4 separate regions of the Mus musculus genome follow, and regions 2, 3 and 4 are each linked to region 1. The links are chromatin contacts, called in public HiChIP or PLAC-seq and promoter capture Hi-C maps. All regions are on one chromosome and are shown on one strand. Each heading gives the region's core, a stretch centred on a gene start, on an enhancer-like site or on the middle of the called end of the contact. The rest is flanking DNA. Distances are from core to core; before and after follow the strand shown. Region 1 holds the start of Mrpl28 (mitochondrial ribosomal protein L28). Region 2 holds the start of Itpr3 (inositol 1,4,5-triphosphate receptor 3). Region 3 holds the start of Clcn7 (chloride channel, voltage-sensitive 7). Region 4 holds the start of Syngap1 (synaptic Ras GTPase activating protein 1 homolog (rat)).

Region 1 (6,854 bases), core at 1,246-3,745:
GACTCTTCGGTGCTTGTGAGCTGTGTCCTCTATAGCCTGGGTACTGCCCATCAGGGGCACCCATATCATCTCAAAGAGTGGGAGGAGAAAGTTCTGGAATTTGGAGATCCAGCAGGCTGAGTGTGGAGGGCATGAACTTTCAGGCAGTGGGCAGATAGAAACTTAGGCATGGGTCCCCTCCCAGGTTGCATCTAAGGCCACCCTGCTTGTAGATCCTGGAAGGCTTGGTATGCACGGTCATGCAAGTGTGTACAAGACTGCCCATTAGGAGTGGACATCATCACCTAGTCCTCCAAAGGTCCTTTGGACACAGTAAAGGGACTAGAGGAAGGGTACTTCCCTCCCAGGGGCTGAGCAGGAACGGGGCAGAGTCTTAAGAGGAGCCGACAGAGGAGAGGAGCCAGGATGTTGGGAAGCTGACCTGGGTAATCAGCGCCCCTGACCCCAGCGCCTGCCTATTGTGTCTCGTGCTATCACAGGTGATTCCAGCCAAAGGCTTCTATGGCCTCACAAACCACTGTGTCTCTCCTAGGTACTACTTGTCCTCGGCACACTCGTCATCGCCATGTCCTTGCAGATGGATCGCAGGGGCATCTGGAACTTGATGGGACCTTGCGTCTTTGCTTTTGTGATCATGGCCTCCATGTGGGTAAGGAACAGGGCATATAGTCTCCTGTTCAGACTCATGGAGAAGAGAGCCAGGCCCTTAATTCCAGTTATGCTGGGAGGGCTCCAAAACTCCACATCTGTTTAGAGTCGGTAGCAGCTACCCATAGAGCCCCAGTCTGGCTATGTGCCTTAGGTCTTGTGCCGATAACCACTAGGCATGAGGCCATATGCACTTCTCCTGCCCAGATCTAGATAGACCCCATACCTCTTGGCTCTGGGTCTGCACCAACCAACCAACTCCCATGTGGCTATCCACTCTAGATATACCGCTGTGGGCACCGGGGACAGTGCTACCCAACCTCCTGGCAGCGCTGGGTCTTCTACCTCCTGCCTGGCATCTCCATGGCTTCCGTTGGCATCGCCATGTATACTTCAATGATGACCAGTGACAATTACTACTACACCCACAGCATTTGGCACATCCTACTGGCTGGTAGTGCAGCATTTCTTCTGCCACCACGAGAGGAAAAAGCTGGGTCCTGGGCCTGTTTGCAGAAGTTCCCTTGTCACTACCAGATCTGCAGGAATGATCGGGATGAGTTGTACACAGTGACCTGATAAGGCTGGTTCATGGACACCTGAAACTCTAATGACCTCTTCAGCTAGGACAAGCGAGAGAGGTGCTTGTCTAGCCCCAACCAGGTTTCCATCTGAATAAAATTGTCCTGAGACGCTTGGCTTCTTTCTCCAGAGAAGACCCCCTCCACCCCAAAAAATCTTTATGGCTGCTGCCAATTCCTCTGAAGGTCACAGCTGTTTCCACCTGGAGCCCACAGGTGCCACGTGTGGGCTGATCACGCTGTTATGGATGGGGATACAGATAAGGGATTCCTGTGGTCCCCTTCCTTTGGAAAGCCGTGATATGAGACCCACAAGCAAGGAAGTCTGAGTGCACAGAGGTCACTCACTGTCTCTGACATCCTGTACCCTTAATGCCATCCTGCCTTGGCATGGGGATACCCTCCTGCTGCAGTTGCTATGGTAGAGTCCAGGGTCATCAGAGAGCTGATTAAGACCTGGAGTGCTGTGTGCTGTCCCTCCCTCATTGTCTGTTGGAGCAGGAGGCCTTCGGGAGAGCCTGAGGTAGCAGGCTGCTCAGCTGTATGAGGTCTGGCTCCAGAAGGCACACAATGCTCGCTAGTGTTCCCTTCTCTCTTAAGGGGTCCAAGGCCCCAGTCTGGTGAGCATTCTCCTGTGCTGGCCCTAGACACTTGGATGAGGCTGACCCCTACTGGATCAACTGAGGATTAAGGAGTGGGTTCTGGATCCCCAGCCCAATCTTTCTGGTCTCCTGGGGTCACTGAGCTGGTAGTGCTGTGTGCCCAGGCCATTTGGTTCCCACTGTGAGGCTCATCTGCTCTGAGTACTGGGATTGCAGGTGTGGGCTTCTGGGCTCCTTCCCAAGCTACTAACATCCTTTATTTGGCACCAAAGCACACTTTAGCCCCTGAAAGGGGAAATGTGTATATTCTGTTGGGGGTGGGGGGCAGGTGGTAAAATGTTACTGTTCTAAGATATGAAGGCATATTTTTATGTAATTGGTGAATTTAATATTCTACAATAATTTTTCAAATCAAATGAGTGGTCTTTTTTTTTTTTTTCCTTGCGTCCCTGGAGGGAAAGGGAGGTTGAGCTCAGGGTAGCCTTTCCCAACAGGCTTGCCAAAGCTGCTGGGGAACTCCTGGGCTGCACTTGGCAGACGGTGCCTTGAACCCATTCGCAGTAGATAATTTTTCATGGTCCCTAAAGGAGGCGGAGGGAAAGGGATTAGTTTAGATGGACGGGCGTTGCTGCCAATTGGCAGCGAGCGAAGGCGCACGTTCGGTGACGCTATTCCGGTTCCGGGAGGCGCGGGCGCGCTCTCCTAGAAGTAGAGGGTCGCGCGATGCCGCTGCACAGGTATCCTGTGCACCTGTGGCAGAAGCTGCGGCTGCGGCAGGGCATCTGTGCGCGCTTGCCCGCCCACTTCTTGCGCTCACTGGAAGAAGAACGGACGCCGACCCCGGTACACTACAAACCTCACGGGACCAAGTTCAAGATCAACCCCAAGAATGGGCAGCGCGAGCGCGTTGAGGACGTACCCATTCCAGTTCACTACCCTCCAGAGTCCCAGCAGGGACTGTGGGGTGGAGAGGGCTTGATTTTAGGCTACAGATACGCCAACAACGACAAGGTGGGTGCGGACCATCTCGGCTGTTCTGCATGCTTTGCTGAGCAGGCGCTGCTCTGGGCGCCACAAACGGTCAACCAGACTAACACAAGCGTTTTGTTTACGGAGCAAGCTAACTCCGATAGCAAAGTCTAGTCCTGAAGTGGGGTGGTCCTGGATCAGATAGTATCAAAAGTAAGGACAGAGTGGGGACAGTGGTGGAGAAAAGGAAGGAGGAAGGATAGATTCGAAGCTTGTGCCGAAGAGGAGGGAGAAGTGAAATCTGCTTGTCACCTGCTAGTTTCTATGCGCATTTCCCTCATTTTTAGGACGGAATAACTTTGCTCCTAGTACATAAAAATCAAAAAGACCGAGATGACTGCCTGGAGTCTATCTCTTCTGGTGATACTCTGCTCCTAGGCAAGCCCTGTGGGAGGAGAGAGTATGTTTCAGGCCTTCCAGGGTGTCATTCACTTGCCTGTGGCTACTGGGTTTCAGCTGTGTGAGAATCTGGAACATATACCAGTAGCATTAGGGCTAGCCTGAGTGAAGCAGACATCTAGGTGGGTGGGTGTCCAGAGCCAGCTCAGGGGCCCTGACCTGCATCAGTGGTCCTGAGGAGCGTCTGAGGAAGGGAGAGGGCCTGGCTCACAGTAGCCCAGGTTCCAGAAGGGTGCTTTGGGGCCCACTTGGTCTATAGGAAAACGGGAGGTTTCTCTTGCACCCTTAGCTCTCCAAGAGGGTGAAGAAGGTGTGGAAGCCACAGCTGTTCACTCGGGAGCTTTACAGTGAAATCCTGGACAAGAAGTTCACCGTGACTGTGACCATGAGGACCCTGGATCTCATCGATGAGGCCTATGGATTTGACTTCTATATTCTCAAGGCAAGCAGGGGTTAGTGCACTCCAAGGTCTTGTCAGACTCGTGGGAAGTGCCGAGTGCACTGCATGGGCATGGGCAGGGAGTGTGGGGCACCCCAGGGTAGCCATTACAAGTAGGACTGAGTCCCTGTTGGTGCAGCCCCTGAAGCTTTCTGTCTTGCTGAGGCCACTCCCTGTGAGTCGCTGACTTGTCCAATGGTTGTAGCCATTTCTTTTTCTTTCTTTCTTTCTTTTTTTTTTTTTCGAGACAGGGTTTCTCTGTATAGCCCTGGCTGTCCTGGAACTCACTCTAGACCAGGCTGGCCTCGAACTCAGAAATCTGCCTGCCTCTGCCTCCCGAGTGCTGGGATTAAAGGTGTGCGCCACCATGCATGCCTTGGGCCTGACCCATATAGGCTTGGATGCTAGCGCTGATCCCAATGCCTGTTCTGCTGTGGTCTAGCTTAGGGCTGCCAGCAGCTGAAGAAGAACCCATAGGGTCAGCTGACAGGGTGGGGGGGTGGGGTGGTGAGCCTGCTGTAGCACCCGACCCTATGTGAACCTTCTGCCAGACCCCTAAGGAGGACCTGGGCTCCAAGTTTGGCATGGACCTGAAGCGAGGGATGCTGCTGAGGCTTGCTCGCCAGGACCCCCATCTCCACCCTGAGAACCCTGAGCGGAGAGCAGCCATCTATGACAAGTACAGGGTGAGAGTTTCCCCATCCTGCTTGCTGCCCGAGGCTCCTGGCCCAGCCCCCACACCTCATGCCAGCCTCCTCTCCTGCTTATTCAGAGCTTTGTCATCCCCGAGGCAGAGGCCGAGTGGGTTGGCCTGACGCTGGAGGAGGCCCTGGAGAAACAGAGGCTTCTGGAGGAAAAGGTGAGTACCTGTGTACCGGCAGATCTCAGGCCACTGAGGTTGAGTGATGGGGGGGGCGGGAAGGCTAGCTTTTAGGGTCTGCCACACCGAAATGCTGCCATACGTTTGGTTCCTTCCATTTTGAAATTGCATGGCATGCTTCGTCTCGTGAAGCCCTTCCCTCTCTTTCTCTGAATGCTCGGGGATCTTTGGCACTAGGCGTTTTCTTTCTTTCTCTCTTTCTCTCTCTCTCTTTCTTTCTTCCTTTCTTTTTTGGTTTTTCGAGACAGGGTTTCTCTGTGTAGCCCTGGCTGTCCTGGAACTCACTCTGTAGACCAGGCTGGCCTCAAACTCAGAAATCTGCCTGCCTCTGCCTCCCAAGTGCTGGCATTAAAGGCGTGCGCTACCACCGCCCGGCACTAGGTGTTTTCTTAATCCCTTGGCAGCCCCTAGGATGTTCCATTTGTGTCTGTTTCCCAGAATAGTCAAGAGCCTGTGGCGGCCAGCAGTTACAGGGAAGCCAAGGGTAGGCATGTGAGTTTGTGTGACCAAGGGAAAGCAGTCCTCTTTTGGCGGTCAAATGCCCTCCAGGATGACAAGCAGCAACATCCCCAGTCCTTCTACACCCTGCTTCTCCCCATGGTCAGCCAGAAGCAGCTGGCTGTCACCCTCCTTAGGGCGCCATCCCTGGGCTACGTTGAGCCTTACCATGCCCTCTCCCCTTCAGGACCCTGTACCCCTGTTCAAGGTCTACGTAGAGGAGCTGGTCCAGCGGCTTCAGGAGCAGGTTCTGTCCAGGCCCGCAGTGGTGCAGAAGAGAGCCGGTGACCACGCCTGAGCACTGGGCTCAGCCTCCCCTGTGGGCAGTGGGCGAACCCCACTTGGCATGTGCCGAGCACACAGTTCCTGTGGTAGACTTTTCAGAGAACCCTTCTGTGCCAGGACTCGTGGAAGCCTGGAGCGGAGCAGATGCCTGTCCAAGCTGGTCAAGTCCTTCTAGTTCTTGGGCTGAAATAAGTAACAGTCTGAGGCAGCCTGCGCCACAGTAAAGTGTGTTGGTTTGCTTGGAAGTCTGGAGTCCTGTGAGTTCTTTTTTTTTTTTTTTCCCCATCCTGAGACAGGGTAGTCCTGGCTGTCCTGGAACTCACTTTGTAGACCAGGCTGGCCTCGAACTCAGAAATCCACCTGCCTCTGCCTCCCAAGTGCTAGGTTTCAAGGTGTGCGCCACCATGGCCAGCCTCAGTTCTGTGCATTCTTGTCCGGATCATTCCTTTGTTCCAGAAACACGCAGACTGTTTGCACTGTCCAGCTGTAGCTGCTGACTTCTGCGCTGTGGGCACTGAGGGCCTTTTTGCTGCTTATGTCCCTCATGTGTGAGGCATCAGGACATAGAGAGTTGGGTTACATCCAGTGTATGCTCCTGCCTGCTCTGGAATGTTTTTCTGGGCACAGGAAGGGAGCCTGGGCCATGGGTCAGGCCTGGGAAGGGTCTCTGCAGTATGCCCTGAAGAGCTAAAAGTGGGAAGCTTTCTGGGTCCAGAGCTTTTGTCAGTATCTCTTGCAATGATGCAGAAAGTGGGGCCCAATGGACTTAAAAGGCCTTGACTTCAGCACCCCATCCTTAACTGCCCCCATTACTTGTGGTTGAGGCTATGGCTTGAGGTAGGAAGCCAGGCCAGGAGCATTTTTCACCTGAGAGCTCAGGGCTCAAAGGTATTCGCACTGAAATCCATTCCTTTCTATGGGAAGGAGAAGGAGGGTCTCCCCAACTATGTGTGGAGGAAGCTGGAGTGGTAGTGGGAGCTGAGTTAGCAGAGCTCCACATCTGGCTGGTGTAAAAGGGGACATTGGGTGCCTGCTGGACTTGGACATGGTCACTGACTGTGGGATCACTCAGGGGAGACAATAGGAGTGCCTGTGCTTGACTGTGTTCTTGATGCTAAAGCCAAAGCTGGCATGCAGCCCTTCTTCCAGTGTTAGGGGACCTACACAGACATACATAAGGATTAGGTCAGAGCCCAATGGATGTACCCCGGGTCTTTGTCTGTTCTGGCCTCTGTGTCCTTGCATATCACATAATACTCTTACTCTGTGTATAATAATTAGGCTAAAATTTTTAAATCACATTTATTGTATATGTGTGCCTCCATGTGCCATGGCTCATGCGCAGGTCAGGGGACAACTTGTGGGAGTCGATTCTTTCCTTCCACCATGTGGATTCTAAGAATCAAAGTCAGGCCACTAGGCTTGATGGCAAGTGTCTACTGGCTCAGCCATCTTGCTAAGTGCAATTTAAAGGGTTTTGTTTGTTTTACCTA
Region 2 (6,930 bases), core at 344-2,843, 930 kb after region 1:
TTATTATATGTAAGTACACTGTAGCTGTCTTCAGACACTCCAGAAGAGGGCGTCAGATCTTGTTACAGATGGTTGTGAGCCACCATGTGGTTGCTGGGATTTGAACTCCGGACCTTTGGAAGAGCAGTCGGGTGCTCTTACCCACTGAGCCATCTCACCAGCCCCTGTTTTGATTTTTTAAATTAATTAATTAATTTTTATTTTATGTGCATTGATGTTTTACCTGCATGTATATCTGTGTGAGACCATCAGACCTCCTGGAACTGGAGTTACAGACAGTTGTGAGTTGCCATGTGGGTGGTGGGAATTGAACTTGGATCCTCTGGAAGTGTAGGCAATGCTCTTAACCACTCAGCCATCTCTCCAGCCCATTCTTACATTTATTTGAGGCAGACTCTCACGTGCCCTAGGTAAACCTCGAACTTACTATGCGACCTTTAACTCCCAGTCCTCCTGCCTCTACTTCCCCATTAAAGGCTTGGCTAACCACTACCACCAGTTCTAAGGGTCTTGGTAAAAATCCCCTGCACTCAAGAACTCTCGGTGCAGGTCAGCAGCTGTCTCACGGCTGGCGGCTGTCTCCACCCCTCCTGGGTCTCTTCCTGCTTCTGTCTCCAGTCCCCTCCTCCTTTTCTCCCAGGGACAAACGCCCCCATCCCCGCCCCTCAGGAAATAAGGGGGGCTGGGTGGGAGGGAGCAAACGTGACCAAAGGGGGTGGTGGTGGCGCATTCTTATCTCAGGAGTTCAAACCAAAGCTCTAGGAGGAAGCAAACGCCCAGCCTCCGTGGCGCAGAACAGAAAGTAGTCAACTTGGCGATGAGTTTGAGGGCTGAACTTTGTGAGCAAGGGCCCGCTACGAGAACTTGTTTCAGTGGGCGCTGGGGTGCACTATTAACTAGAGGAGGTAATGCTCTCCCCCTCCCAGTATTATTTATTTATTTTAAAGCAAAGACAGAAGGAGCCAAGAGAAACTGGAGCCAATTCCTCCTGGAGAGGGAGCGGCTGAACTGATTCGGAAGTTGGATCTCTTTGTACACAGGAATGTGGGGAGAAAGAGAGTGAGAGAGAGAAACCCCAACAAGGACAATTAAAAAACAAAAAACAAAAAAAAACCCAAACCCACCCCATTGCTTCATTTCCCCTCCAAGTCAAAGCACTTTCTATTGTGCAATGAAAAGACTTTTCATGTTGAGAGAAATGAATCCTGATTTGCAACGCTAAGGGCTTGAGCGCGCATCCAGGCGCAAGACGGTTCTCAGCTGGGCGCGGTTGCCGCAGGGTGACCGTGGCCAAGTTCCCGGTGTGCTCAGCCACGCGTGGGCCGCAGGCTAGGCGAGCTGGGGATCTCCGAGGGTGGAGAGCCCCGAAGTGCAGCGCGGTGCTGGTGGACAAGCCGTCTAGAGAACGCCCTAGAGCCTGGGGGTCGTCCGGTGGCAAGCTGGGCGCTTTAGGGGGTGCAGGCGTGCACGCGCGCGGTGTAGAAGAGGCCGAGCCTGGGGCGCGGGTGCACGTGGGAGCCGCGGCGGGGGCGGGGTGGGGTGTGGCCTCCCCGCCTCCCAGGCGGGATTTGCATGTGTGTGGCGGCCCCAGACTTCCTGCTCCTTCCAGGCTGCAGGTACGCGCGGGCCCGGCCGGGCTGGAGGGCTGCGAGCGCGCAGAGACGCAGGCACCTCCTCACCCGGACCCGGGTCGCGCCGCGCCTCCTCGCTCTCTGGTGGCAGTCAGCCTACTCCTGCCGTCCCGATCGTCCGGGTCGCCGGGCTGCGAGGTGGCACTGCGCCCCTCTCCGCCCAGCGCGCCTCAGTCCTCTGCACCGAGCCTGGCAGCTCGCTTCAGGGCGACCTCGTCGCCTCGAGCCCCGGAGGGCCGAAGCCATGAATGAAATGTCCAGCTTTCTTCACATCGGGGACATTGTGTCCCTGTACGCCGAGGGCTCTGTCAATGGCTTCATCAGCACTTTGGGGTGAGTGAGCCTAGGGCAAAGAGAGGGGCATCGGGACCACGGTACCAGCTGCTTGTTTGCCAATGTTCAGTCCCCTGAGCCCTTGATAGAGGCTTGCTTGGACAGCCCAGTCTCCAGAAGCGAAGGGACGCTGGCACCCCTCTCTTAGAGAAAGGAAGTGCGTTGTTTGCTCAGGTAGTAGTCGGGTGCCCTGGGGAGTTCTAGAAGGCGTCAGCGCCCACGAAGCCCGCCACTTCTGGCACACTCTTTTTCTTAACTCATGGCTGAGGGGTTCGGACTTCCTCTGCAAGTGGTCCTCGGGTTATGCAGGTGGCTGGGGCCTGAGTTGGAGAGGGCCTGGGTGTTCTTGTTTGGGATTCGGGGTGGGGTGCTAGGGTTGGCTCAGCCTGAAGCCTGGCACTCACCTCTATAGCCCCATCTTGAATCGGTTTATTTAATTATTTAATTAATCATTTAATTTATTTATTTGGAGAGGTAGCATCTTTTCACTCTCCTTGTGCCCCATCTCCTCTTCAGAGTGTTTTCTTTACCCTCCCTGTCCAGGCAGTCCAGGTCTTGGCCAGCTGGCCCCCCTCTCACCGCCACCCCCTCCTTGTCAATTTCCTGTGTAGCTACTCTGGCGCCCCTGGGTCCCTGGTCCCAGGTTCTCTAGAGCACTTTACAAACATTAATTAATTCTGGCTGTCACCCCCCGGGGTCTGGGCTGGATAAGCAGGGAATTGATTCCATCCCATGCTGGTGCCAGGCCGGTAGCTGGGAGAGGTTAGAATCCCAGTATCTTTTTGGATAGACCCTGAGCACCTCGTTGCTGCAGGGATGGAGGAAGCGCACAAGCCCGGATCTGGTCTTTCTGTCCCATTTTCGGGCAGGTGGGGTGGTAGTGGCTAATGTTCTGGTATCTCACGTTGTCAGCACCATCCAGCTGCTGGCAGGGTGACTCCTCTCTGGGGGCTTTGGAAGTGTGTCAGGAATTCTTTCAAAGTTAGCCCTGCAGGTGGGAGGCTCCTGGCTCCCTTGCTCTCTCCTCTTGGTGGTTGAAATTCAATGTGCTGTAGGGAGGAGAAACCTCCAGGGCCTCTCTGCCTGAGGAGGCTGAGATGGGAGTTCCAGCATCCCTCTCTTCTCCAAGCATCCTCCAGGCTCTCCTACACACCTCCCGGGTCAGATGGAAATTTCTACACACACATCTCCCCATCAGATTTCTCTTCTGAAGTTGCCCAGAGTTGAGGCGTGGAGCCTCGTCTGGGCCAGCATCTTTGCAGGCCTGGCTCAGAGCCCTGCCAGGCAGGGCCCTTCTTGGGGAGCTACAGGGGAACTGCGCAGTCAGCACTAAACATGCTGTCTTGGGATGGGGTGTGTGTTGGGGAGGGAGTGGCAAAGCCAAAGGTGGGAGCCCAGACTCCCCCCAACTCTGCAGATTCTCAGAAGTAGTCACATTTTGTTGATGTGTCTGGCTCAGGGCTGAACACAGGGTAGATGCTATTTAATCACCTTGAGGATTGACAGAGCCAAGGATCTAAGGTCCCTTTTCCTGTCCCCAGGCAGCCTCCATTGTCTGGGAATCCCTCTGCTGGCGCTTTCTCTCTCTCTCTCTCTCTCTCTCATGTATATGTGTTTTGCAGGCATGTATGTCTGTGTACCATGTTGGTGCTGCGTGGCTTTAGAGGCCAGAGAGTGCATTGGCTCTCCCGAGACTGCAGTTATAGAAGGGTGTGAGCCACCTTGTGGGTGTTGGGGATGAACCCAGGTCCTGTGCTAGAGAGGCCGATGCTCTAAAGCACCGATCCACGTCTCCAGCTCCCTGTTCTCAGGACACTTTCTTCCTCTTGGTCCTTCCTGCCTCAGGAGCTGCTATTTTTAGTCCACCTGGACCTCAGGGCAGATCTCAGGGACATCTGAGAGCCCTTGACCCCAGGCTACCCCTTCCTATGTACCAACCCCACTCCCCCTCGAAAACTGGCAGGTGCTTTCCCAGCCTGGTCCCAGCGTGCAGGCCTCGACCTCATCTTTGTTCACCTCATTTTCTCACACACCAAAAGTTCAGGTGTGCTTCCTGGAGCCTCCCCCTGCTCTCTTTACCTTTGCTCCCCTGTGACTCCCTGAGTAAATCTGCCCCACCCCCTGAGACCTGGCCCCAAGTAGCCTCTTTTGAAAGAGCTGAGACCCCACCTTCCAGGGCAGAATTAATCCTGTTTTGGTTTTTTGTTTTCTGTGACCATTTTTTTTTTCAAACTCTTCTTTGGTGCAAACCAGGCTCTGTGGGCTCCCTGTAGGCCCAGCTAATGCTGCACACTTGCAGAGTTGATGAACTAGCTGTGCCCATCCTATAGTCAGAGTTGACCATGGAGGCTGCACTGTATGGGGGATGTGTGGGCGTGGGCTTCCTGCTTCTTGCTTAGAGCCGATGAAGAGGGATTGACAGTTCGTTTACCGTGTCCCTTAGGAATTCTGTAGATCCTGTGGAGTGGGGTCTGTAATCCCAGCACTTGGGAGGCAGTGGCTGGTGGATCACTAATTGAAGGGCAAAATTGAAGGGTAGCCTCTGCTATATAAGGAGTTGAAGGTTAGCCTGGGCTACAAAGGTACTTGTCTTCACATAGTCTAAGAGACTGCATACTCAATCTGACTGAACCAAAATCTCCATGCTTCTGTTTCCTTTCTGCAGAGCTGGGAGCGGGACCCTGGTTTGAGGCATGCTAACCGTACACATAGGTACGGTTCCTGTGCACTGTCTCTGAGCTATACCCTCAGCCTTCAATGCTGCATTATCATTACAGTCCCCAGGGCCAGGAGCATGGCTCTATGAGTCTCTGCTCTTCTTACTCACGTCTGTCTTGCCCCTCACCCTTAACTCTGCTCCTGCAGCCTTTCCTGGGGCTGTTGGTGCCCAGGGTCGTGAACTCTGGGCCTGATGTGGTGGAGCGTCTGGCCTGTCTTGGTGCCCAGTGTCTGGCATTCAGTTAGAGAATTTGTTGAAGACAGGCAGCCTTAGTGGGCAGAAGGCTTGTCCAGCTGGGGAGATTGGAAGGGGGCTCTGGTTGAGTTGGGAGGTGTAGCAGCTTGAGGCTTGAAGCCAGAGCACTTAAGGAGACAGACAGTCAAAGCCTCTCAGGTAATTAGAGGTCCCGTGAAGATTGTATATTAACTGGGTTGGGAGGCTGGGAGGGGTCTGGGGAGTGAATCTAGCAGGCCCACACCTGTTCTTGGCAGGGAAGCGTGGCCGCGGCTGGCCTCGCCCCTCACCCAGGTGGAGGCATAAGAGGCCAGAGCTGGCGCTGCAGACTGGGGAGGAAGAGGGGGGAAGGTGGTTGTGGCTTGTGGCCAGCTCTCTCTCACAGGAACGAACACAGGGTGGACCTGTTAGGTCCCATCTGGTCCCCTGGAGACCTTTTAGTGTCCCCGGAGTGGCTGCAGACCCCCAGGAATTGAGTTGGGGGTGCAGGTGAACTCAGTTTTGAAGAAGTATCTGTCAGGGAGACTTTGCTGCCGTTAATAGGCCTGGGATCACTTTTAGGGGGATGTGCACTCCTGGACCTGCGTCACCCTACCATGGGCAGTCAGCACACAGGATCAAGAGGACCCTGGCCTCTCCTGTGGCATTCTCTGTCCTTCTGTCCTTATCTATCTTGGGAGGGTTGGCGCTGGAGGTGAAGACCCTAAGTATGGGGCGAAGTATGTGGGAAGCCTTGGTTTCCCAGATGAGGATCCCTGGTCCAGGAGCCTCAGGAGCGTACTCTCTGGCTCCTACTCCATCACTAACTGAATATTTCCACAACTCTGCTATCTCAGAGTAACTGCCCCCCCCCCTTTCTGGGATCAAACCTAGGGCTTTCTCTCTCTCTCTCTCTTTTTTTTTTTTTGAGACAGGGTTTCTCTGTATAGCCCTGGCTGTCCTGGAGCTCACTTTGTAGACCAGGCTGGCCTCGAACTCAGAGATCTGCCTGCCTCTGCCCCCCCCCCCCCCAATGCTGGGACGTGTGCCACCATGCTCTGCCATATGCTCTCTTTTTAAGAAAGATTTAATGCTGGATATAGTGGCTCACGCCTTTAATCCCAGCACTCAGGAGGCAGAGGCAGGCGGATCTCTGAGTTCATGACCAGCCTGGTCTACAGAGTGAGTCCCAGGACAACCAGGGCTACATAGTGAGACCCCCTCTAAGGGGAAAAAAAAAGATTTAATCATTAGTGTCTGAGTGAGTGAGTGTGTGTGTGCATGTAAGTGCGGGTACTCATGGAGACCAGAAGGGGGCGCTGAGTCCCCTGGTGCTGGAGTTAGAGGTGACTCTGAGCACTCTTAATATGAGTGCTGTGAACTGAACTGGGGTCCTTTATAATGAGTCATACATAGTTTTAACTGCTGAGCCCTCTCTTCAGACCTCTCCTGTACCTTATTCTAAAGTGCTCAAGCTGTACCTAGGAATGTCTTGGATGTAGGATATCCTAAAAAAAAATTTATTAGCTAATATAAAACAAGCAAACAAACCAAACAAAATGTAGTTCCCAGGTGGGTGTGTGGCCCAGGTTTGCCAACCTAGCTACCCAGGAGACTGAGAGGAAGCGTGCAAGGTCAAGATCTGTCTGGGCTACAGAGGAAGTTTAAGGGCAACCAAAGCGACTGGGTGATACTCGGAAGAGAGGGCTGGAGATGTAGCTTGGTAGCGGACAGCTTGTTGCGTGCTGAAGACCCGGGTTCAGCTTCTAGCACTGTATTGCACGTCTCCCAGTTCCAGATACTCAGCTCTGGAGAGCACCGACTATTGTCTTAAGACTCCTGAAGTTACTTATTATTTTTTTAAACTCATGTATGCATTATTATTATTATTTTTGAAGCCTTTTCTGGGTCGTATCACTGAAGAGTGTAGCAAAGGCGAGACCCCCTCTTAGACTAAGCTTTCTGGGCTTTTGAGACAGCCGTGCTTTGTAACCCTGGCTGACTTCAAAACTATGGTTCTTCTTGCCTTGGGGA
Region 3 (7,343 bases), core at 530-3,029, 990 kb before region 1:
GTCCTGAATTGTATTTTAACTATTTTTATAGAATCTTTCTATGTCGTACATATTAACCCCAGCCCTCTCTGATATTTCTCTGTTAAATGTAGCTTTCACATTATATACCTATTTCCTTCATTAAGTGGACACTTTCTTCCTTGCTTCCTTCTACCATCCTCTGTAATGCAACTGCCATGACACTGCTCAGAAGTAAACTTTGTAACATCGTTCTTTCTCTGTAGAGTGCCACCCATGATTACAGTCACTCTCGGGTCCCTGAAGTTGTAGTATCAAATCCCAATCCTTGCCCCTACATAATTCAGGATACATCTAAGAACAACTTTGTTGATGTAACACCGATACTAAGGCAAACTTAATCTTCCTAAAATACTATTGCCTAAAGCAACCTGCGGCTAGTTAATGCCACGCCCATGTGCTGTCCTAGTCTCCTCCTCGGAGGAACCCCAGTCTTTCCTAATTTGGCACTTCAGGGTGCCACGGTCCACCCAAGTCGGTTATGGGGGTCTCTGGAATGAGGGTCCTCAAAGCTAGGTGGGTAAGGATTCGGTGGTGACAAACAGAAACAAACACAGAGGCAGTTTGAATCTGAGTGCATTTTGCAGCTCTCAAGCAGGGGATTTTATACATTAAAAAACCAAACATTACATCTCTTAGAAACTATATCCAGTGAAACAATCACAAATACCAACAAAAATCATTTGGCACAGTAAAGCACAAAAATCATCCAAGCATTACAACTCTGAAACTATGCATTCAGTGAATCACAAACAGTACAGGTAACATCATTATTAATATAAATCATCAAAATATAACAATTCTAAAAGGATGTATTCAGTGGGGGCTGTTGTCCAAGTCTAGTGGCTTATTTCTAGGAGCAGGTTAATAAATCTTTAATGGTCAGTGCTCTTAACCACTGAACTAACTCTCTAGCCCCATGGTCAATTACTATTTAACATCTAGTATCTGGGTTTTTTCTTTTTCTTTTTTAACAAATCTTCAATATGTAAATTCAAACTATTTTAATTCTTTCTAATTAAGGCTTTCTTTACCATACACCAAAATCCACCTCCGATGACACACGTGCAGCCATATGAAATTTTATTGTTGGGAAAGTTTTTATCTATCGTAATAGTTTTGTAAATGATTTAGAAAGTAAGGCATTGTTTTCCCGGGGGATAAGGTCATGTTAGTGGCCCCCATCTCTAGGGTTGGTTTCTTACCCATTATTCTTGCTTAAGATCTTGGCCTAGGCTACCAGGAACATGTAAATAAGAAAAGGAATAAGAGAAAACAAAACATTGCCATAAGAACTACCACTCAATATTTTTTTCTCCGGCGAAGAGTTCCACACCGGTTCCAGGAGGCCTACCCCTTTTGAGGTCAATAGCCTCAGTTTGTGGAACTTGTCATACAGATCCTACTGGAAGTGGTGTGGCATCAGGGTCTCAATCCCTTTCCCGGAATTGCAGCAGTTTGGCTGCCCTTTGAGCACAGGAAACACATGAAGCCAACTTAGTTGAGAGGGACGATTCCAGAACTTTTACAGGTAGTTTATTTTTTTTTTTTCCATATCATCTCTTGGAGGACTAGGCGTGCATCTCGGGCTGGTTCTTCTCTGGAGTTTGGGTCACTGCCTTCAGTGAAGACACTAATTGCTAGGGATTTTGAGTTCTAGGTTTCTACCCTGGGCTGCAACGACCAGTGAACCACAATTCCCAGGAGACTCCGCGCTCCCGGATCTTGCCGGCCTCCGTCGTCAGTCACGTGGGCACCGATGATAGATCACGTGAGACCTGGGCGCGGGTCACGGGAATGCTGCCGGTCTGCCGGCTGTTCTTGTTGAGTTTGGTCCTCAGTGGGCCATGGCCAACGTCTCTAAGAAAGTGTCTTGGTCCGGCCGAGATCGCGATGATGAGGAGGGGGCGCCACTGCTTCGAAGGACAGGGCAGCCTGACGAGGAGACGCCGCTGCTGAACGGAGCTGGGCCGGGCGCGCGCCAGGTGAGGCCCGCGGGCCGGAGATGCAGCCGCCGGGATCGCTGCGCCGGTCCTCAGTGTGCTGGCGGGGCCCAGAGGGAGGCCACGGTGCTCTCCTCTGTTATTTTTTTGAATCCTGGAAGACTTTTATTTTTGATAGCCTCGCACTCATAAACCTCTTCTTTCTTTCTCTTTGAACCCCTTCTTCCCATCTCGTTCCTCAGTGGCTACACCATCAGAGAAAATGATACCCTCTCCTCCAGGAACCGTTGTCGCTGACTTTTCAGCAAGAGATCCCAAGACTTTAACGTTGCTTTTGTTTTTTAATTTTACTTTTCGTGGTGAGGGTCAAGCCAGGGTTTACACATACAAGGCAATCATAACGACCTCAGCTCTGCACCCATAGCCCTTGACGTTTCAAGATAAGGTCTCACAGTGAGACCACCAATGAATTCATAATCCTGTCTCATTTTCCCAAGAACTTGGAAGGCCTGGACTACACGCTTGGTAGTTTTCAATTTAAATGGCAGAATTGTGCTTTCGGTGAAAGTGCCTGTCTCCTTTCTCACAGGAGTAATTCCAGACGTTTGGGACACAATTGCAGTGTCAAGCATCCCCACTCATTTTCTCTTACTACCTAGTTGAACTTGGAATGTGCAGCCAGACATGATAAGCAACAAGTCAGAGGCCAGAGTGTGCTCAGCACTGCGAACAGTTTGTGCCTTCAAATGCCTAGCGTTTAAGACCGGGACAGGCTTGTTTACTTGTGTGCTTTTGCTTCTTTTGCCTGTGTGCATCGTGTTAATTTTGAGTCAGTTACTTATATCAATTCCTTGATGTTAGTCTGTTTTATAACTGTCCTTTACCCTTCCTCCTCCTGATGTTAGAGGTGTCTTAACAAACACTCCTGCTGTTTTAAAGGCTAAGAAGAGCACAAGATAGGGCTACCGCATCAAAACTTACATTTAGGCTTTCTTTGCTAGACCCTTGAAGGTGCAGTGGACAGTGAAAGTCAAAGTCAGCTCCTTGTTGCTGGGAAGCAGCTCAGGCCCTTTTGAAGGACGTGTGCTTGTGACTCCGGTCTGCAGTAGTGATCAGAAATAAGTAAGGTGGTAGAGCTGTGTCTGCCTCCCTAGGGTGTTTCTGGGTGGTGTGATTTGTTATCCCTGTTGTAAAGAAAGTAACCTTTGGGGAAGGGGGCTATTGCTGCTCTTGGAGAAGACTCAAGTTCAGGTCCTAGCACCCAGGTCCAGTGGCTCAACCACTTATAACTGTAGTTTCAGGTGATCTGACCACCTTTTCCTCTCCTGGCCTCCACTAGAGAGGCCTCCACCACACACACACACACACACACACACACACACACACACACACACACGTGTCTCTCTCCAAAAAGAAAGTAACTTTATGTTGGCAACTGGTTTTTAAGAGAGGGAAGAATTTGGAAACTGACAGAGTTGAGTTTGGGCTGAATACATGTGGGTTGTTTTGTTTTTATTTATTTTTGCTTTTCTTTGCAAATAGACAGAGTAAAGAAAGAGTTGATCTTTCCCCCTAAATACCACTATAGCTTTTTTTTTTTTTTTTTTTTTTTTAGACAGGGTTTCTCTGTGTAGCTCAGGCTGTCCTGGAAGCTCAGGCTGTCCTGGAACTCACTCTGTAGACCAGGCTGGCCTCGAACTCAGAAATTCACCTACCTCTGCCTCCCAAGTGCTGGGATTAAAGGTGTGCGCCACCACGCCCGGCTACCACTATAGCTTTTAAATCTGCAGATAATACAATTGATTGGTTGCTGTTAAACAACTTAAAAAATAATTGAGCACCTGCCCCATTGTGGGTTCCCAGGTCTGTGTGCAGGTCACTGAGGTGCATAGGACAGCTTTCTTCCCTCTGGGAACAGGCCCCAACACCTTTCTGGGTCTGTGTGACGAGCCCTGTAGGAATATGTGCAATGAGCACTTTTGTGCCAAGTCCTTAGACAAGAAGAGCAACAGAACAGAGAGAATATATGTGTGGGATGTGGTCCGGGGGGTAGGAGCCTTTTTCAGGCACAAGAGTTGACTTGGGTGTGACTAGGCCTAGGAGAGGCTTGCAAGAAACTGGGGACTCCAGTGCTAAGGAATCCTTATCTGCTTAGGCAGGTCGAATAGGCACTGGCTACAGCTTGGGAACCCTCTGTGCTGAGCTGAGCACTGGACCAGCCAGAATTTCCGGCAGGATCTGAGGCCAGCTGGTGCCAGTTTTCTCATCTGTAAAAAGTTAATGAATGTATAATACTGAGCAAGCCTGTTAGAAAACAGGTTCTCAGTAGATGCTAGTCATTAACGACGGGTCTGGAGACAGAGTGCTTGCCTAGCATCAGTGAAACCCTGGGCTCAGCCTCCAACACCACATAAAGCTGCGTGTGGTGGCACATACCTATGACCGGGCATGCCAGTGCTGAGAACGGGAATCAGAAGTCGAAAGTGATTTTTGAGGCCAGGCTGAACTAGATGAGACCCTGTCTCAAAACAAACAAATCAAAAACCCTACCCAACTAAAAGAACTTTGTCTTTGCGCTTGACATTTGGCTATGTCCGCTCTTCGGCTGAATGTCTTGTTGGCGTTTCTTTTCCCAGGGACGGTCCGGACAGGACAGTAGGCTCCTAGGTAAGCGTGGGTTGCCCTGGTGCTGCAGTAGGAGTCTTCATGAGCTAGTCTGCAGTCAGGACCCTTTGGAAATAGAAAGGGGAGCACAGTGGGGTGGCCCTGGGTACTGAACATGCGCTCATTATCCTGGCTACCTCCTGAGCCTCTGGGGTTTGTTGCAGCACCTCCAGGGTTGGGTGGAGGCAGTGTTGCCACCCAGCCAGGCAGAAGCTGGCCAAGCAATGTGGTAGCTGCTGAAGGCTGGCCAGGCTGGGCCCTGTTTAAAGCTCAGGCCCTGTGGCACTACCTTTTCTTAGATGTGGGGTGATAGTGGAACAGGGAGAAAGTGAGGTCAGCCTGCAAGTCATGGTCATGTGCGTGGGCAACAGGAAGTAGAGTTTTCTGGGAGGCTGTTTGATCCTAGAGCAAATGGTGGAGAGGTGGCAGTGTGTGTTTGCAGTCTTTAAATGCAGGGCATTCTTACAGGCCCATTATGGGAATCGCCACCAGAGACACCTCCTCCCTCAGCAGAGGAGGGACCTCAGGTGAGTGTGGGACTGTGTCCTATCCTGATAACTTACACCACAGACCATAGCCTGAGGGTGCTGTTGGGGAAGACAGGAGCCCTATGGCCGTTGGAGATCTTCAGGGAAGGGTCCTCTGTCCCAGTGGCTCTTAGGCCCTGCTGTCTTCTGGTGAGAGCTGTTCGCTCTCAGTCTTAGGAATTTCTCTTCCTCTCTCAGCTCATAAGCAAGCCTCAGCCCAACAGGGTGGAGGCAGCTGAAGGGCAGGGTCCTGGCAGCCTCCAGGCAGCCGTACAGGACCATATCCGCCCACAGGCCTATTCCTATGGCCTACTCCTCCCTGTTCTGGGCTGCTTCGCTTTTGTAGACCTTCTGACTACTACATCTAAAGCCAGGCTCTCTTTCTAATTCTCTGTCACCTTTGTCACATTTGCACTGGTTTGTTTGTTTGTTTTGATGTCCCTGCTGCAGCAGTCTGGGTTTCTTTGGTGTTTAGCAAGGAGCCTGGCACATGGCAGCTGCTCATGGAGGGGGGAATAAAGAACTGGTAGTATGCAACAGTGAGCAACTTAAAAATAAATGCTGCATGTGATGGAGCAGAGGCAGGCTGATCTCTGGTCACCCAGGGCTATGCAAAGAAACACTGTCTTTAAAAAAATATTAAAATAGGGTGCCCCCCTGGTGTGGAAGTGCTGTCCTCCAGCTCAGGCTCCAGGGACCTGGAGAGTGCTGCTGTCACCTGGACCTGGAAGGGGGCAGAAGACAGTTGTCCTCATTCTCAAATAAAACAGGTGTGTGAGTGCATGTGTGTGTACATATGTGTGTGTGTGTGCCTTTGTAGGAAGAGCATGTAACATAAATGTGCTATCTAGGCTCACACAGTATTTCACCCCATAATGGAGGTTGACCCAGGCTTCTGTGTACTAGACAGCACCCTCACTTCCCACTCCTAAGTTTTATGTATGGTCAGAGTATTGGTGTAGTGTCTAAGTCAGAGTATAAGTGGCTCAGGTTGGGCTTGAACCCTCTGTGTAGTTGAGGCCAGGTTTTAATTTCTTTCTCCATGTATTTATTTTGTGTGTATGTGTGTCTGCACATGTATGTATGGAAATGTGGATAACTTCGAGTCCCTTCTTTCCTCCACCATATGGATTCAGGGGATTGAACTCAGGCCATCAAGCTCAGAGAGAGACGCCTTTATCCTCTAGGCCATCCTGCTGGCTCCAGACTTATTTTCTTTCTCTTTCCCCTTCCCTTCCCTTCCCTTCCCTTCCCTTCCCTTCCCTTCCCTTCCCTTCCCTTCCCTTCCCTTCCCTTCCCTTCCCTTCCCTTCCCTTCCCTTCCCTTCCCTTCCCTTCCCTTCCCTTCCCTTCCCTTCCCTTCCCTTCCCTTCCCTTCCCTTCCCTTCCCTTCCCTTCCCTTCCCTTCCCTTCCCTTCCCTTCCCTTCCCTTCCCTTCCCTTCCCTTCCCTTCCCTTCCCTTCCCTTCCCTTCCCTTCCCTTCCCTTCCCTTCCCTTCCCTTCCCTTCCCTTCCCTTCCCTTCCCTTCCCTTCCCTTCCCTTCCCTTCCCTTCCCTTCCCTTCCCTTCCCTTCCCTTCCCTTCCCTTCCCCTCTCTCTCTCTCTCTCTCTCTCTCTTTCTTTCTTTCTTTCTTAAAGATTTATTTATTTAGTTATTTCATGTTATTTCATGTATGTGAGTACACTGTAGCTGTCTTCAGACACAGCAGAAGAGGACATCAGATCCCCATTACAAATGGTTATGAGCCACCATGTGGTTTCTAGGAATTGAACTCAAGACCTCTGGAAGAGTAGTTAGTATTCTTAACCGCTGAGCCATCTCTCCAGCCACCCCTCCTCCCCTTTTAAAAAAGATTTATTTATTTATTTATTTATTTATTTATTTATTTATTTATTTATGTCATGTTATTTCATAGGCTTTTCATTTTTGATCTCTTCCCTCAACCTCTAAGAATCTATCATTATAGGTTTTTGCCATCTATCTGAGGGAGGATGTGTGTGTGTTTTGTTTTTTGTTGTTGTTCATGAGACAGGATTTCTCTGTGTAACCCTGGCTGTCCTGGAATTCATTCTGTAGACCAGACTGGTCTCAAACTCAGAGATCTGCCTGCCTCTGCCTCCTGAGTGCTGGGATTGAAGGTGTGCGCCACTATGACTTGCCCATTTGGTATAGTCTTAATGTTGGGCAATCAG
Region 4 (7,519 bases), core at 4,607-7,106, 820 kb after region 1:
GAGAGTGAGTGGAGAGGGTGTTGTCAAGCTATGGGATGGGGGTTGTTGTGGTGGCAGAGCCCGGGAAAATGGGTGAACAGGGGGCGAGGGGGCCCTGTGGTTTCAAGAAGGCTGTCTGAGGGCCACAAGCGCTGTCTCCCCTCCAGGTGGAACCTGAAAATGCTGCAGTGCCGGAGCTGCCTCCAGTGGTTCCATGAGGCCTGCACCCAGTGTCTGAGCAAGCCCCTCCTCTACGGAGACAGGTGAGACAGGACATGCACGCATGCTCGGGAGTCCACCTGTGCTCTCCCGCAGTCCTCTGCAGCCGGGGTCAGAGGGCTGAATGAGGTGCATCCTCTGTCCTGGCCCATGTGCAGATTCTATGAATTTGAGTGCTGTGTGTGCCGGGGCGGCCCTGAGAAGGTCCGGAGGTTACAGCTTCGCTGGTGAGATGGGTTGTGATTCATTTCTGTTGTCCACCATGTTACCCTAATGACCCCTGATTTTGATAGCGCCGATGCTGCTGACAATTCCATGCTCCTCCAGGGTGGATGTGGCCCATCTTGTCCTCTACCACCTCAGCGTTTGCTGTAAGAAGAAATATTTTGATTTTGACCGAGAGATCCTCCCCTTCACCTCTGAGAATTGGGACAGTCTGCTCCTGGGGGAGGTAAGGGTTCTAAAGTGTGGGAACTGGGGTGGGAGGGACAAGGAATGTCTGCTTCCTTGACCCATTTACCCTCTTCTTCAGCTCTCAGATACTCCCAAGGGAGAGCGCTCTTCCCAGCTCCTTTCTGCTCTTAACAGCCACAAGGACCGGTGAGTCAAAAGAGGGAGGCTCAGGGGTGAGGTGCTAGTCTGGATGAGGAGAACTTTGCTACAGCACGGACCTGCCGACATTCCCCTTGTCCCAGTTTCATTTCAGGGAGGGAGATTAAAAAGCGAAAATGTCTTTTTGGTCTCCATGCTCGGACCCCTCCTCCTGTGGAGCTTCTCACTGGAGATGGAGCCCCCACCAGGTCACTGGTCCAGGGGGGATGGGGAGAATTCTCAAGGATCTGTTTGGAGGGTGCATATAAAGAAAATGGGGGTCTGGGGTGGCTGGGAGGGGGCTGGGGGGATAAAGAGACCTCTTACAGCTTCCCTTCAGGGCAGGGCCCTGGGGGAGGGGTCTCACGTCCCCTGGGGAAACGATGGAGGTCGGAGCCAGAACCCTTAAGGAGGAGGCAGAAGGGGAAAGTGGAGGAACTGGGGCCACCCACGGCAGCACACAGTCGGCATGGGTCCCGGGAGCAGAGGGCCCTGCAGGTACACGGGCAGGGAATTTCAATGAGGCAAACCGGAGGGGGTGTGAAGAAACCCAGGGTCACCTCACAGCCCCACTGCCTTCTCCTACAGGCCTCGGTGTCTCCACCACCCCCCAGCCCTAACCAGAGCTATGAGGGCAGCAGCGGCTACAACTTCCGGCCCACAGACGCCCGCTGTCTGCCCAGGTGAGTGCCTGGTCCAGATGTGCCCCAGTCATTCCAGACTCTGTCACCTGCAACTCTTTTCCCTTTCCACCTTCACTTGTGGATTGTTGTCCCAAAGAGCTGTGCAGAGGCAGCCTCTACCCAGCTTTGAGTATGTGAGCGCTACCCTTCCCTGCTTGAGGTGCTGACTTGCCTGTCCCCAACCTCAGCAGCCCTATCCGGATGTTCGCCTCCTTCCACCCTTCTGCCAGCACTGCAGGGACCTCTGGGGACAGTGAACCCCCAGATAGGTGAGTCTATCCCGTCGACACCAGTTCCCTCCTTTCAGGCTTTAGTCTCTGAAGCCCAGACTAGCATCAGTCCTGCCCGCCCTCCTGCCACCCACCCACATCTCTCAGGCCTGTCTGGTCTCACTGTTTGTCCTCTGTCTTCCAGGTCACCTCTGGGACTTCACATTGGCTTCCCCACAGACACCCCTAAAAGTTCACCCCACTCAGTGACGGCCTCATCTTCCTCGGTCCCAGCCCTGACCCCAGGCTTTTCCAGACATTCACCCCCTTCTCCCTTGTGCCGTAGTCTGTCTCCGGGGACTGGGGGAGGAGTCCGAGGTGGGGTTAGCTACCTGTCCCGAGGGGACCCTGTGAGGGTCCTTGCTCGAAGAGTGCGGCCTGACGGCTCTGTGCAGTACCTAGTTGAGTGGGGAGGGGGGGGCATCTTCTGACAGCCTGCTTCTGCTCCCCTCCCCATTCACACACTGGCACTTTCATGCCCTGACCTCTGACCTCACCTACAGCTGGGATGTACCTGGAGAGATGGGGAGTGGTTCTCCCTCCTGCCCAGGCTGGAATCCAGGGGAGTGAAGAGGTCCTCTTCTCTGCCCCTTCATGACTCCTAATGCCCCCCCTCATTTCCTTTGATGTTATTTTGTTACAGCTTTTGAGATAATTTTTTAAGACTATTTAACCCCTGGGATTAGAGATTGGGGGGGGGGGTTTGGGTGGTCCAGGATTCCAGACTGTATGACTGTAATAAAGATAAATAAACCTAGTAGGCATGAGTCATTTTGAAAGATTGACAAGAGGCGCTCTCGATCTTCCCGACCACATCCATGTCACAGAGAAAAGGCATCAGGAGCAGGAGAGGATTTATTGGGGGTTCGGTCATCACATGGAAGCCAGGGGGCATTAAAACAGGAACAGGGCTCCTCATGGTAGGGCTGTGCCAGAATTTGAAACCGATTCTGTGACCTGGTGCACCCAGTGCAGGTACGGGGGATTTCCCTGCTCCACAGGCAGTGCAATCACTTCGGCCACTTCATAAGGGTGCACAGATCTGCGAAGTGATAGGGCGAGGTTATTTGGACACCCAAAGATACACCCCCTAAGACACCAGCCCTGGACTCCCCAGTAAGTTCCACCACACAGTGTCCACCTCAGCGCTTGGGGGAGGGGAGGCGGGGAGCGGGGTTTCTTCTCACTCAGTGGCAGAGTGTTTGCCTGAAATACTCAAGGCCCTGCCTGGTTCATCCCCCAGCCCCACCACCACCACCAAAAGAAAATCTCAAAGTTCTTACCGAACAAACTCTGTCAGAGCAGGGACCAGGGAGCTTTGGGTTTTAATCATCTAAAGGGCAAAGACAGACATAGTTCAACCAACGGGGTAGAGAACTGGTGTCAGGAGAGGGCCAGAGTTGTCAAAGGAGCCAGGCAGGGGGGGAATTTTCTCACCATCAGCACCTCACTATCTTCCTCGATCTTTCCTTTCCATTCATAGCTGAAGAGGTCAGAGAAAGAAGGGAACAAAGTCTTGGGAAAGGAAGATTTCTCCCAGAAAAAGCTCTCAGCCCCTCCGGGTAGATTTCCGTTTCTAACTGACAACTCACATGGATGTGATCTGCGGGATGAGGTTGACGCAGGCTGCCAGACGCTTCTCTACCACTGCCCTGAGGGTGAAGCGAGATCAGAGTGTGCACGACCCGGAAACAGCACCCTTCCCCTAACCCCAACGCTCTCTCTAGGTCATCTGGCCGAGGTCCCCACCTGGCGATCTCCTTGGCGACTTTTTCGTTGGGACAAGTGACAAAGGCTGCAGAGACTGATCCTGGAACGTAGCCGGAGCCCGAGGCCGGAGGGGGCTGGGACGGAGGGCTTCCAGAAGCCATTGACAGCAGAGCTCGGGGTAGCAACAGAAGGCGGGAAGCCACCGGCAGTAGCGCTGGCATCCAAAGAAACGACAGGAGCAGAGTGGCCTGGAGCAGGGGGGAGGGCGGATTCAGTGTCCCCACAACTGCCCCAGGAAATTGCACCTGGGCTGCCTTCTGGGGCAGACACCAAGCCTCTGCGCTGCCTTTTCTGCACCAGGAAGAAAAAAAAAAATGTCCCTGAAACTTAAAAGAAACTTGGGACAGCTCCTCTGTTCCGCTGCAGAAGCTGGGTGAGACTTCGAGACCGGAAAAGGCGGGGCCAGACTCACCCCTCCGCCGAGCAAGACGCCGGGCGCCCGCCCCCAGTTCATGCAGCCCGCGCTGGTAGAGAAAAGAAGAAATCAATGGCCGCTCATTGCACGGACGAAGGACCCCGAGCCCCGGCGGAGCGGCCGCCTCTTACCTGCAGTAGCCACGTGACGCGAAAACAGTGTGCACCACGTGACAGGAGCAGCCCTGCCTTCCCGGAGTCTCCAGACCTGGCCAATCCCGGCCCTCAAGTGGCCCGGTAGCCCCGCCCTCTTAAGTGGGCGTGGCGTCGAGCCCTCCGACCAATCGGCAGCTTTATCTGAGGTCGTGCGCCCCAGCGGCCCGCCCATTTCCGTGAATCCTCAACCGGTTGCTGGCAGGGGAACGCCGCTGCGGCGACCCGCCGTCACGTGATGAGGCCTGTCCTTTCAGGCGGCGCCGCCTCAGGAGCAGCGAGCGGAGGCCAATTGCTGGCCGGCCTCGCGGTCCACGTGACGTGAGACCTGGCGACCCGCGCTGTCGCTGCGTCAGGCTGGGGCCGGGGAGTTGTCCTGAGCTCCGGAGTGTGCCTAGTAACAGCCCCCCTCCCTCCCCGCGCTGACAGGCAGCCTTGGGTGGGGACAGTTCCCCCCACCCCCCGCCACCGCCCTTGCGTTAGCACCGAGCTGAGAAGCCAGCTGTCCCTGGGTAGGGGGCAGTGATCAGGCAGGCTCAGACCTGGCACTGCCGTGGCTGGGAGAGGAAAGACACCTTTTCAAAGCACTGGGTGACACCTGTAAATGGGCTAGTGGGTGATGGAAGATACCCAGAGCCCAAAGCTTCGGACAGAGGCTGACAAATGAGTGGAGAGGAGAAATGAGAGTTGCAAGTTAGAGTTCAGAGTGTGACCCTGTTCTTTCCCCCTTGCTGACTCTTCTCCCCAGGACTGGCCCACCTCTCGGTCTTGGGTCTCCTTACCTTCATCCATTCCCCCAAGGAACCAGGACCTGCCCTACATAACCTCCCTGGAGCCTAAACACATCCAGTGACCCAAAAATGGAGAGGGGACCAGTGAGAGGACAGAGAAGAGGGTGGAGACAGCAGGAAAAAGGGCCCTGCCGCCCAAATATTAGCCCTCCCTCCAAGGTCTGGGGTCCTTGGCATGGGTGGCTCCTGTTAGGCTTCTGCATTTTCTTGAGTTGGGGGGGGGGTTCTCAGAGATCCTTGTGTGTGTAGGTGAGGGGTTGGGGGTCCAATATTTGGGTCCTGTGGGGGTGGGGGTCCAATATTTGGGCCCTTCCTAGGGTCTGGGTTACCTGGGGAGTTGTTTCAGGAAATTGAACCTCGCAATCGGTCACTAACTCACATCTTTCAGATGTAATGTATTTTAGATCTCTATGTGGTCATCTTCATCTTTGGGTCAGCCGAATGTCTCCTCCTTCATCCCCAAGTTTGCAGTTTCTTTGAGATACGAATGTGGGGTTTCTTACCTCTAGCTAGATTCTAAAATTTAATTCTGGCCTGGGGCACTTTCTAATATTGGCTTCATCTTTTTCTTTGGGTCTAGGTCTCTGTTTTGGGTCTCCCAAACTACAAGTCCAGGGTTCGAATAAGATTAACATGGGTCTGGAGAACCTTGCTGACACTAGAGTCTCATATTCTGGTCCCTGACTCCTTTCTTTAATTTAGGGGGTGGGGTCTGAGCTCAGAGGTCTCTTTCCTTCTAGATTTGGATCTGTGAGACCCAATTTGTTGAGTATGGAGGTGGGGGGGGGGTGAGGTGGTGAGTATCTTTCTCTGGGTCTGGGGTCTGTCTGAGGGTCTTGGGTCAGCTTCTACGGGACTTCCCTGGTGTGTATGAGTCAGGGGTCCCTCGTTCTCTCCTTTTCCGGGTCTCCCTGGGTAGGGGTGGGGGCTGCAGTCTCTCCCTCCTCCTCCTGCTCTCTCTTCTCTAGCTCGCTTCCCCCGCCCCCCCTCTCTCTGCTGCCGCTGCTGCCGTTGGCTCTTATTCTCCTCCTCCTCCTCCTCTCTCCTCCTCTCTGCTCCTCTCCGCTCCTCTCTCCTCCTCTCTCCTCCTCCTCCTCCTCCTCCACCTCCTCCTTCTCCCCCTTTCTCTCCCCCTCTTTCTCTCTTCTTTTTCTCCCCCCGTCCCCCCGCCCCCTCCCCCTCAGGCCTGATGAGCAGGTCTCGAGCCTCCATCCATCGGGGGAGCATCCCCGCGATGTCCTATGCCCCCTTCAGAGGTACGGTGGTGGTAAGGGGAGGGGAGGGCCAAATGGGGGGGCAAGAGGGGGAGGGGCAGCGGGCGGGGGAGGGCCGGGGCCACCGAGGGGAAGGAGCGGCTGAAATGGAGGGAGAGGGGAGGGTCGGGAAGGCAGAGGTGGGAACAGTGGGAAAGGAGGGATTAGAGGCATAGGGGTAGGATAGAGGGGCTGGGACACGGGCCTTTTCAAGGGGGCTGAGGGGAAGATGATGGAGGGGAAAGCGCGTCAGAAAGGGATGAGAAGGGAGGACTGAGTTTGGGGAAAGGCTGCAGAAATGGTTTGGATTTGGGAGCAGAGTGAGGAAGAAATTACCAAGGAAGTAGAGGCATGGTCTTGGGAGAGGGTAGGGGGGAAATGAAAACACAGGCGGCATGAGAGACCAAGAAGGTGGGAAGGGAATTTGGTGAGGGGCTCAGGGTGGTAGGACTTAGGAAAAGAGAGGAGGATGGAGGGAGGGAAGGGGCCAGATGGAGAAAGAAGGTGGCAGTGGGGGGGTGTGGGGGGTCCAGATGGAGGGAAGAGAGGAGAGAGAAAAAGGATTGGGGGAGGGGACACCAGAGAAGGGGGAGGATCAAGTGGTTTTTTTTTTTTTGGTTTGGGGGGGGGGATGCAAGTAAGATTGAGGGGTGGGGACAAGGGCCAGATAAAAATCCTGAGGGTAACTGGCCCTCATTAGGACTCTGGAGAAGTGAGATGCAATCCCTGAGTCTCATTTGCTTTCTTAATCGCTTTGACCCCTTCCCCCACCCCACCTCTTCTTTCCAGTCCCCCTCCCTGCCTCTGCTGTCCATCACTTATATCTTTCCCCCCATATGGTGTCCGTTTCTTATATGAGTCCCCCTTCTGTTCTTCCCCTGTATTGGTCCCTATCTCATATCTCTTCTCTTTCCCTCCCTCTCTTCTAATAACTACCTTAATACACCACTGCTGCTCCTGGGCCCCGTGTCTCAGATCCCCTGACAGGTCTCTCTCACTCCCTCTGCCCCATGTTGGCTGAAACCTTCTGGTCCATTCCCTTGCCCTAGGCAAGCAACCACCATCTTTACCATCTTCCTTTTCTCTTAGGTTCACGCTGTTACTTGTCCCTCAGCTCACCCTCTGTTTCCTATCCCACTTCCCATCTTGTCACATGGTCTGTGCTTATTTCCTCTTATTCCCCAACCTGGTGATTCCTCTCTTCTTGTCCCCTCTGCTTCCTGGGGTGATAGAGATTGGGGGGGGGGGTTACCAAAACACAGGTTTTGATCGTTGGAACAGGGCTCTAAGGAATTCCCCCATCTTGGACCCTTGTGGAACTTCTCATTCCAGTAAAAATTTCCCATTTCCCTGTCCTCTGCCATGTTCCATTGCTTCCTAGGGTCATTAGTATTCTT

Evidence for each region. Promoter capture Hi-C pulls out the DNA fragments that hold promoters and counts their contacts. HiChIP or PLAC-seq counts read pairs in DNA pulled down with a chosen protein or histone mark.
Region 2: an H3K4me3 HiChIP or PLAC-seq map of bone marrow-derived macrophages shows a contact between it and region 1, with 5 times the contacts expected there. The contact joins the promoter of Itpr3 here to the promoter of Mrpl28 in region 1. A contact is called at or near these places in 2 of 39 promoter capture datasets (hippocampal neurons and pre-B cells) and 2 of 115 datasets of contacts at active chromatin or transcription factors (bone marrow-derived macrophages and pancreatic cancer cells).
Region 3: a FOXA1 HiChIP or PLAC-seq map of pancreatic cancer cells shows a contact between it and region 1. The contact joins the promoter of Clcn7 here to the promoter of Mrpl28 in region 1. A contact is called at or near these places in 2 of 115 datasets of contacts at active chromatin or transcription factors (microglia and pancreatic cancer cells).
Region 4: a promoter capture Hi-C map of liver shows a contact between it and region 1, with 2.6 times the contacts expected there. The contact joins the promoter of Syngap1 here to the promoter of Mrpl28 in region 1. A contact is called at or near these places in 7 of 39 promoter capture datasets (the 3T3-L1 cell line, cranial neural crest, frontonasal cranial neural crest and 3 more), 2 of 484 Hi-C or Micro-C datasets (B cells and rod photoreceptor), 2 of 115 datasets of contacts at active chromatin or transcription factors (embryonic stem cells and pancreatic cancer cells) and 1 of 9 other capture datasets (adipose tissue).

Annotation. Positions count from the first base shown.
Region 1 is chr17:26,121,008-26,127,861 of GRCm38.p6, forward strand. Mrpl28 (mitochondrial ribosomal protein L28) reads left to right here and starts at 2,496. Exons shown (of 5, transcript NM_024227.3): 1 at 2,496-2,842; 2 at 3,549-3,701; 3 at 4,250-4,384; 4 at 4,471-4,557; 5 at 5,264-5,606. The coding sequence starts at 2,555. The coding sequence ends at 5,374. Pgap6 (post-glycosylphosphatidylinositol attachment to proteins 6) reads left to right here. Exons shown (of 13, transcript NM_021793.2): 12 at 533-649; 13 at 931-2,247. The coding sequence ends at 1,227.
Region 2 is chr17:27,055,711-27,062,640 of GRCm38.p6, forward strand. Itpr3 (inositol 1,4,5-triphosphate receptor 3) reads left to right here and starts at 1,594. Exons shown (of 58, transcript NM_080553.3): 1 at 1,594-1,964. The coding sequence starts at 1,876.
Region 3 is chr17:25,131,612-25,138,954 of GRCm38.p6, forward strand. Clcn7 (chloride channel, voltage-sensitive 7) reads left to right here and starts at 1,780. Exons shown (of 25, transcript NM_011930.4): 1 at 1,780-2,003. The coding sequence starts at 1,866.
Region 4 is chr17:26,935,394-26,942,912 of GRCm38.p6, forward strand. Syngap1 (synaptic Ras GTPase activating protein 1 homolog (rat)) reads left to right here and starts at 5,857. Exons shown (of 19, transcript NM_001281491.2): 1 at 5,857-6,125. The coding sequence starts at 6,059. It overlaps Phf1 (PHD finger protein 1), which reads left to right. Exons shown (of 15, transcript NM_009343.3): 6 at 1-4; 7 at 147-242; 8 at 357-425; 9 at 526-649; 10 at 731-798; 11 at 894-998; 12 at 1,119-1,287; 13 at 1,378-1,472; 14 at 1,661-1,741; 15 at 1,887-2,515. The coding sequence ends at 2,172. It overlaps Cuta (cutA divalent cation tolerance homolog), which reads right to left and starts at 4,145. Exons shown (of 7, transcript NM_026307.3): 1 at 4,058-4,145; 2 at 3,924-3,975; 3 at 3,491-3,699; 4 at 3,334-3,393; 5 at 3,179-3,224; 6 at 3,025-3,074; 7 at 2,579-2,783. The coding sequence starts at 3,965. The coding sequence ends at 2,657. It overlaps Mir6968 (microRNA 6968), which reads left to right and starts at 79; the gene lies at 79-146.